Linked DNA regions of Sus scrofa: region 1 is linked to region 2. The links are chromatin contacts, called in public HiChIP or PLAC-seq maps. All regions are on one chromosome and are shown on one strand. Each heading gives the region's core, a stretch centred on a gene start, on an enhancer-like site or on the middle of the called end of the contact. The rest is flanking DNA. Distances are from core to core; before and after follow the strand shown. Region 1 holds the start of FANCC (Fanconi anemia group C protein). Region 2 holds the start of ZNF367 (zinc finger protein 367).

Evidence for each region. HiChIP or PLAC-seq counts read pairs in DNA pulled down with a chosen protein or histone mark.
Region 1: a contact with region 2 is called in an H3K27ac HiChIP or PLAC-seq map of skeletal muscle, with 7 times the contacts expected there. The contact joins the promoter of FANCC here to the promoter of ZNF367 in region 2. A contact is called at or near these places in 1 of 5 promoter capture datasets (liver) and 1 of 2 datasets of contacts at active chromatin or transcription factors (skeletal muscle).

What each region holds. Positions count from the first base shown.
Region 1 is chr10:26,795,056-26,798,155 of Sscrofa11.1, reverse strand. FANCC (Fanconi anemia group C protein) reads right to left here and starts at 1,610. Exons shown (of 14, transcript XM_021064601.1): 1 at 1,391-1,610.
Region 2 is chr10:25,706,279-25,709,606 of Sscrofa11.1, reverse strand. It overlaps ZNF367 (zinc finger protein 367), which reads right to left and starts at 1,896. Exons shown (of 5, transcript XM_021064593.1): 1 at 1,102-1,896. The coding sequence starts at 1,509.

The sequences.
Region 1 (3,100 bases), core at 361-2,860, 1.1 Mb before region 2:
AATATATCAAAGTATAATTAGCCTAATCCTGTAACAGCGGGATCTAACTTTTACTCTTGGGGAAAGAGGACTTTGATTTAACTAGGAAAAGCAAATTGTTTTTTGACGCAATCTTTCTTGTACACTTATATAAGTAATGTATATGAGGGCTTATTTCCTTGTGAAGTTGGTACAGTATGTTAGATTGAAACACCGATTTAAGTTTAATGGATAAAGTCACAGTGAGTATGTTTCTATCTAAGCTTATGTAATAAATGATCCCAACACATGGTATGAATTCTATCATTTGTAACAACATTTCCTTCCCTCTTGAGGGGAGTAATGAGAAAATGTTCCGAGCTGCACATCACTAAAGGTGAGTGACATCCAGAAAGAAATGAAGTTGGGTGGTCCAAAAGTGCCCCGTCCATCTGATAAATATATCAATCACATCTCAGTTAAGAAGTATTAAATGGGACACAGGCTGGAATGAAACCAGGAGCCAGGGAGCTTTCCAACAGTTTCCGATTAAGACAAACGCAGAGGCACAGACAGGTCTTCGCTGGAGAATTCGTTGGCCTTTCCTTGACATCCTGGTCCCAAATTTCTCATGTTTCAAAAACCCCAAATCTTTTTCCCCCTCCAGACTTCTCCAGCCCACACAACATGACCACAGAGAGTTCAAGGCTGTAAACGAGTCTACGTACAAAACAGGAAAAAAAGCAAGCTTAAACAAGCACCGCCCTTCCCCACTTCCCCAAAAGACACCTCTCAAAGGCTTTGGACGCTATTTAGCCTGCCATTAAAAAAAAAAGAGAGAGAACCCATCAGAGAGTTCGCCCATCAAAACCCTCTTTCCCTCCTAGGATGAGGAGGAAAGGCCAGGAGAGAAGGATGGGTAACCGCCGCGCCCCGGGCTCCTCTAATAGGGGGGTTGGGGCGTAGCGGTGCGGGGAGCTTGCGGCCAGCTGCAAAGAGCAAAGGATTAAGAAAGGCGAGCTTTTCACGGCTCCTACAGTCCCGGGGAGAAGAAATTCACCTTTGCTCCTTCCTTTTAAGAAGATATAGCAGCCTCTGCTCAAGGAACAAAAAGAACCAAAACGCCAACTCCCAGCTCCCACCGCTCTGGGGGCTCGCTTCCGGGTGGCCACTCCATTGGCTCCATCCCCTGGAGCTGCCCCGCCCCTGACCACGCCCCCCCGCAGATTGGCGCCACCTGAAACCCCTACACGTCTCTTCCCCAACCCCTGCACACTGCAGGAGCACGGCTCACCCACCTACTTAGGGGAGCGCAGCGAAAGTTCTCGCGAGCCTTCCCTCCCTAACCCCCCATCCTACACCCCCAGGCTGACGTGTCAGCCAGACCCCCGAGGGAGGCAGCTGCCCTCGCTCTCGTTCTGCGGCCTCTTACCGGGTGGTCCGCGCCAGAGCTGCTTCAGCAGTTTGGACAGTAGCGGAAAGGCTGCCACCTCCCGGGTTCTGTGGTTTGAAAGTTAGCCTTTTCCTCGTACTGGCTTTTTGTTTTGTTTTGGCTTATTTGGAATTTTCCCGCGGTCGCTCCGCAGTGGAGCCGCGCGCGCACGTACCCGCGATGCACTCTGGGGCCTGGCCCGCGGCCCCGCGCCCCCGCGGCATCGCGGGAAAATTCGGACGAATCTCGTGCTCGTGGGGGCGGGGCGGGGGCCCAGGGCTGGGCCGGAAGTCGAATCTGCCCGGCCGGACTCCTGGCGGACTCCCGGGCGAGTAGGGCAGCTGAGGCTTCATTGGAGGTTCTCGGACTTTGTGCTTATGTCGTGATCTAACTAGACTGTAGGAGGGACCCGCAGCGGAGAAAACTGGGATTTTAATCGGTTGCTGCCCAATGATTTCAAGATTATATTCAAAATGCAGAGAAGGGAAAATGAAATTTAGTTTTTAAAAGAAAAATTGGAGTTCCCCGTCGAGGCACAGCGGAAACGAATCCGACTAGGAACCATGAAGTTGCGGGTTTGATCCCTGGCCTTGCTCGGTGGGTTAAGGATCCGGCGTTGCTGTGAGCTGTGGTGTAGGTCGAAGACGTGGCTTGGATCTGGCGTTGCTGTGGCTCTAGCGTAGGCCAGCAGCTGCAGCTCCGATTAGACCCCTAGCCTGGGAACCTCCGTATCCCCCGGCTTGGCCCTAAGAAAAGACAAAAAGAAAAAAAAGAAAATTGAGTCTTTTATCAAGGTAAAACTTTTAAAGGAGGCCTCGAATATGATTTTCGAGGTGCAGTTACACACGAAAAAGGAATCTTTCTTGGGTTAATGTCCCTAACTACCACCTAAATCGGTTCCATAGTGTTTGGAGTTCAAATCAGTTCAACACTGTATTTAAACCACTTAAATAAATGGAAAGCAGCATTTTCTGTACATTTCCATTCATGTCGTTAAGATTAGCATGTCTTGGTTTGTTGTTTTTTTTAATTCTTGAATTTAGGAATGCGTGAATGTTTTTCATAGATGTTTAAGTTGTAAAAAAAAAAACTAACAAGTTTTAATTTTTTAAAAAAATCAGTGCCTTATATTTATAAAACTACAGCTTCACAGTATAAATTTCCCACTATAATGTATTTATAGGGATTTATAGACATTTATTTAATCTGGCATCCATATGTATGGAACTATCCTAAAACTTTAAGCAATAATGAGGTGATTGCTTTTTAGAATACCTGAAAAGTTTCCTGAGAAAAATACTTAGATATGAACCCTATTTTTTTTTTCTTTTTCAGCTACACACACACACACACACAAACACCCCAGAGATGGATGTTCCAAGGCCAGGGATGGAGTTCAAGCCAGAGCTTCGACCTGCATCTAGCAATGCTAGATTCTTAACTCACTGCCCGGGGCCAGGGATCTAACCCGCACCTCCGCAGAAAAAAGCTGGATCATTAACCTACTGCACCACAGCAGGAACTCCTGAATCCTATTTTAAACTCCCTCATAACATTGACTATATGTGCTTCTAGAAACAACTTTGGTCACAGTATAAAGTCAGATCACAAATAATATGACAAAAATGAAAAATGGCATATGTAAGTGAAAGTTATTTCACCCTTAGAATTAAAATCTAGTCTAATGGAATCCATCCTTTAGAATCTTTG
Region 2 (3,328 bases), core at 647-3,146:
TTGTTTCAATTTATACAGTATATAGATGTACTTATTCCAAGATGACTTGTTTTTCACCTTTAGCAAACTGCTCATCTTATACAGCCATTTAACAATTTGAGCCTGAATATTAACCTTATATTAGCAGCATTCATTACACAAATACTTAAGTGAGCACATTTATTGAGCATTTACAGAGTGCAAGGTATTAAAGTCGAGTAAGTCCACCAGAAAGAAATAAACCCGGCACTCCCTGAGCTTACAGCCTATAGAGGTAAGTATATGTCAGCAGACAGACTCTCCCAAAACACGCTCAGGTCTAGGAGTCACAAAACTTCCACTATAATCCCAGCACTCACTCTATCTAGCTGTGTACCTTGGGGAGCTCCCTTCACCAATCCCTCTAAGCCTCAGTTGCCCGATTTCTTAACTGTAGGTTTGTACCAGGTAGTCACATCCTTCCCAGCTCTAAACCGGTAAGATTTCGAGCAATTCCAGGTCTGTGACAACAGCGTCCCATTCCACTGCGTGCTCTCAGAACCTAGCAAAGTTGTACGCTGGATGCATGAAACAACACAGCGAGGGCTCAATTCCCGCTGGGGAGGAATCCCCTAAATCCCCTCTTTTTCTTCGGCCATCTCAGCAAAGCATCTTTAGCAGGGTCGGGGTATCTGCGGTGATGAAGCAGAAACTGGGCAACCTGTCCCTTCCCTCACCCAGAGGAACAGTTCAAGGCCCGCGGCCCTTCTCTCCCACTTCCGCCAGAGCGGACCAAGCGGACTGCCGTACTACTGGCAGAGCCACTTGGCCGCGTTACTCCGCGACCCCAGGCCGCGCGCCAACCCAGTGCACCAGCGGACCAGTGGCTTCGGGTCTACTGGGCCTCCCCACCCCCTCTGGCCGGTGTCATGTGACTGAAGCCCCGCCCCCAGGAGCAATTTTTTGGCGCGCGGCAGTGACGTCAGCGTCCTGTCACCCGCCCCCGCCCCGCCGCCGCGGAGCAACCTCGCGTTTTAAACTCGGCCCCGCCCCACCCGCCGAGTCCGCGGGCGCTGCCGGCTGTCCGGCCGCGCCGTTAACGGGCCCTCGCCGCCCCGCGCCCCGCCAGCCGGTGCCGCTTACCTTGAGGTGGCCACTGTCCGGGCTGCTCGCTTCCTCCTCGTCCTCACCTCCCGAGGCGGCGGCGGCCGAGGGGGTGGGCAGGGGCGCGCCCCGGCCCCGAAGCCCCGAGTGCTCGGCGACCGCAGGCAGGGCAGCCGAGGCGGCGCCCCCGGCAGCCCCGGGGCTGAGCGTCACGTTGTGCGCGTTCTCACCCCAGCGCCACGGGTACACCATGAAGTCGCTGAAGCCAGGGCTGGTGGGGATGAGAGGCGGCGGCGGCTCCGGCTCCCCTCCGCCGCCGCATGTGGGCTTGATCGGGGTCGTCCTAATGACCGACACCAGCACCCGCTTCGGGGAGTCCTGGCAGAAGATGACGGGCGGCGGCTGCGGCGGGTTGTCCGCCATTGGCGCCTCCACACCCCGGATCATTGCCCGACCCGGATCCGCAGCCCCAGCGGCCGTGGGCCACACTCCCTGAGCTCGGGTCTGGCCCTTCGCTCCGCTAGCCCGCGCTGCTCCGAGTTGCCGGCTCTCAGTCCCGCCGGCTCATGGCAGGCGGACGTTTCCTGGAACCTTCCTGCGCCGCGGCCAACGAAAGAGCGGAACGGCTCGGTTGGCACCAGGCGGCCGGAGCTGGACCCCAACCCTGGGTCAGGCCGGTCCTCCGCTCTTCGTACCCCAACGCAGGCTGCAGCCGCGGGAAGCAGCAGGCGGCCCGCGTTGCGATGACAGGAAAGCAGGACGCGAGGCGCTGAGCCCCCGAAAATAACAACCTGCCGCCGGGGTCCCTGCTCCAGTTTTTCCCGCGTTACATTTCGCGCCTGGGCGGGGCCAATCACCGCGAAGCCTCTGCCCGCTGGTCGCGGCGGAGAGTGACAGGTCGCTCGAGCCAATGGCCGGGCCTGGACCCCTTTCCAGCCAGAGCGGGGTGGAGCCGGATCTGTGCGCGGGTCCTTTCTGCCACGCCATTGGTCGCCGCTCTTGTATTTTTTTTCTGCCAAAAGGGCCAACAAGCGTTCGAAGCTCCGCGGGAGCGCGCGACGTCTGAACTTGCCAGGACACACCCTCCAGGGTCCCGCCCCGCCAGTCCTCGGAGCGGGTCGTCGAGGTGGGAGGTGCGGGGCCATGGGCGGGGGCGGGCGTCAGGAGTGTTGCCGATTGGAGAGGTGTCGGCGAGGGGCGGAGACAGGGGCGGTCGTTGGCCCGCAGGGGCGCGCGTTCACCGGCCCCACCCGCTGGTGGCTGTTGGTCAGCGGTTCCCGCGCGGCTGGGAATTTAAAGGGCTGGGGCCCAGGCAGCCCGCCCCGCCCCCGGCTCCCGCCACCCGCTTCTGGGGCATCGAGGCCTTCCTCCTGCAATTTCTAGTGGACACCCAGAGGTGCCGACTTTCTTAATGGCTCCCGTCTGCCCAGCTCTTGGGCTCGCTGTGAATTGACCCTCTCCGCACCCTCGATTCGCCCCGAGGCTGAAGCGGTCATCGGTCCCAGCCTTCGGCTTCCCGGACCTCGGTTTCCCAACTGTGCAAAATGGGGTAGTTAGGGAAGTCGTCTCTGAGGTCCCCGAGTGCTGCTCGCCGCTCAGAGGGGACACGAACGCAGGCGTGTGTGTGTGTGTCCGTGGTCACCCCCGGCACAGATACCCGAAAGACCCCGAGGACTCCCCGTCCCCGCGCCGTGGTTCCTCACCCAGTCTGGGGCGCACCTTCATCCCCGAATCTGCAAGGGCGTGGAGATGTGAGTGCCCGGAGGACCTCACCCCACATTGAAAGGACCTTGAACAAGCCGGCGAATCCAGCTCTGACAGTCACCCACCGAGGGCCAGCGTGGGGCTCGGAAGCACAGCACAGCAGACGATGGGGCAAATGGCATGCCCAGCCTCACATTCACTAGAAATGTGAAAGAAGTGACTGTGCCTTGTTTTTTACTGTATTGCCAGGGCCTAGTCTGACACATGGCAGGCCTTCAATAAATATTTGTTGAATAAGTCAATGAATATCCAGTATTTAAGTGTTAGAATTGGTGATTAAGAGCAGAATATTTCTCTCTCGCTCTCCCCTTTCCCCCTTCCTCTCTACCCCTCTCTCCCTTCCCCCTCTTTATCAAATACACACACTCAGCTATGCCACAACTGTTTAAAAACAAACTTAACTTGTATAAACAAGTGTGCTTTTTTTCACGTTAAAAAAAAAAAGATGGAAAGGAATTCTCTTGTGGCGCAGGGGGTTAAGGATCCCGCGTTGTCACTGCAG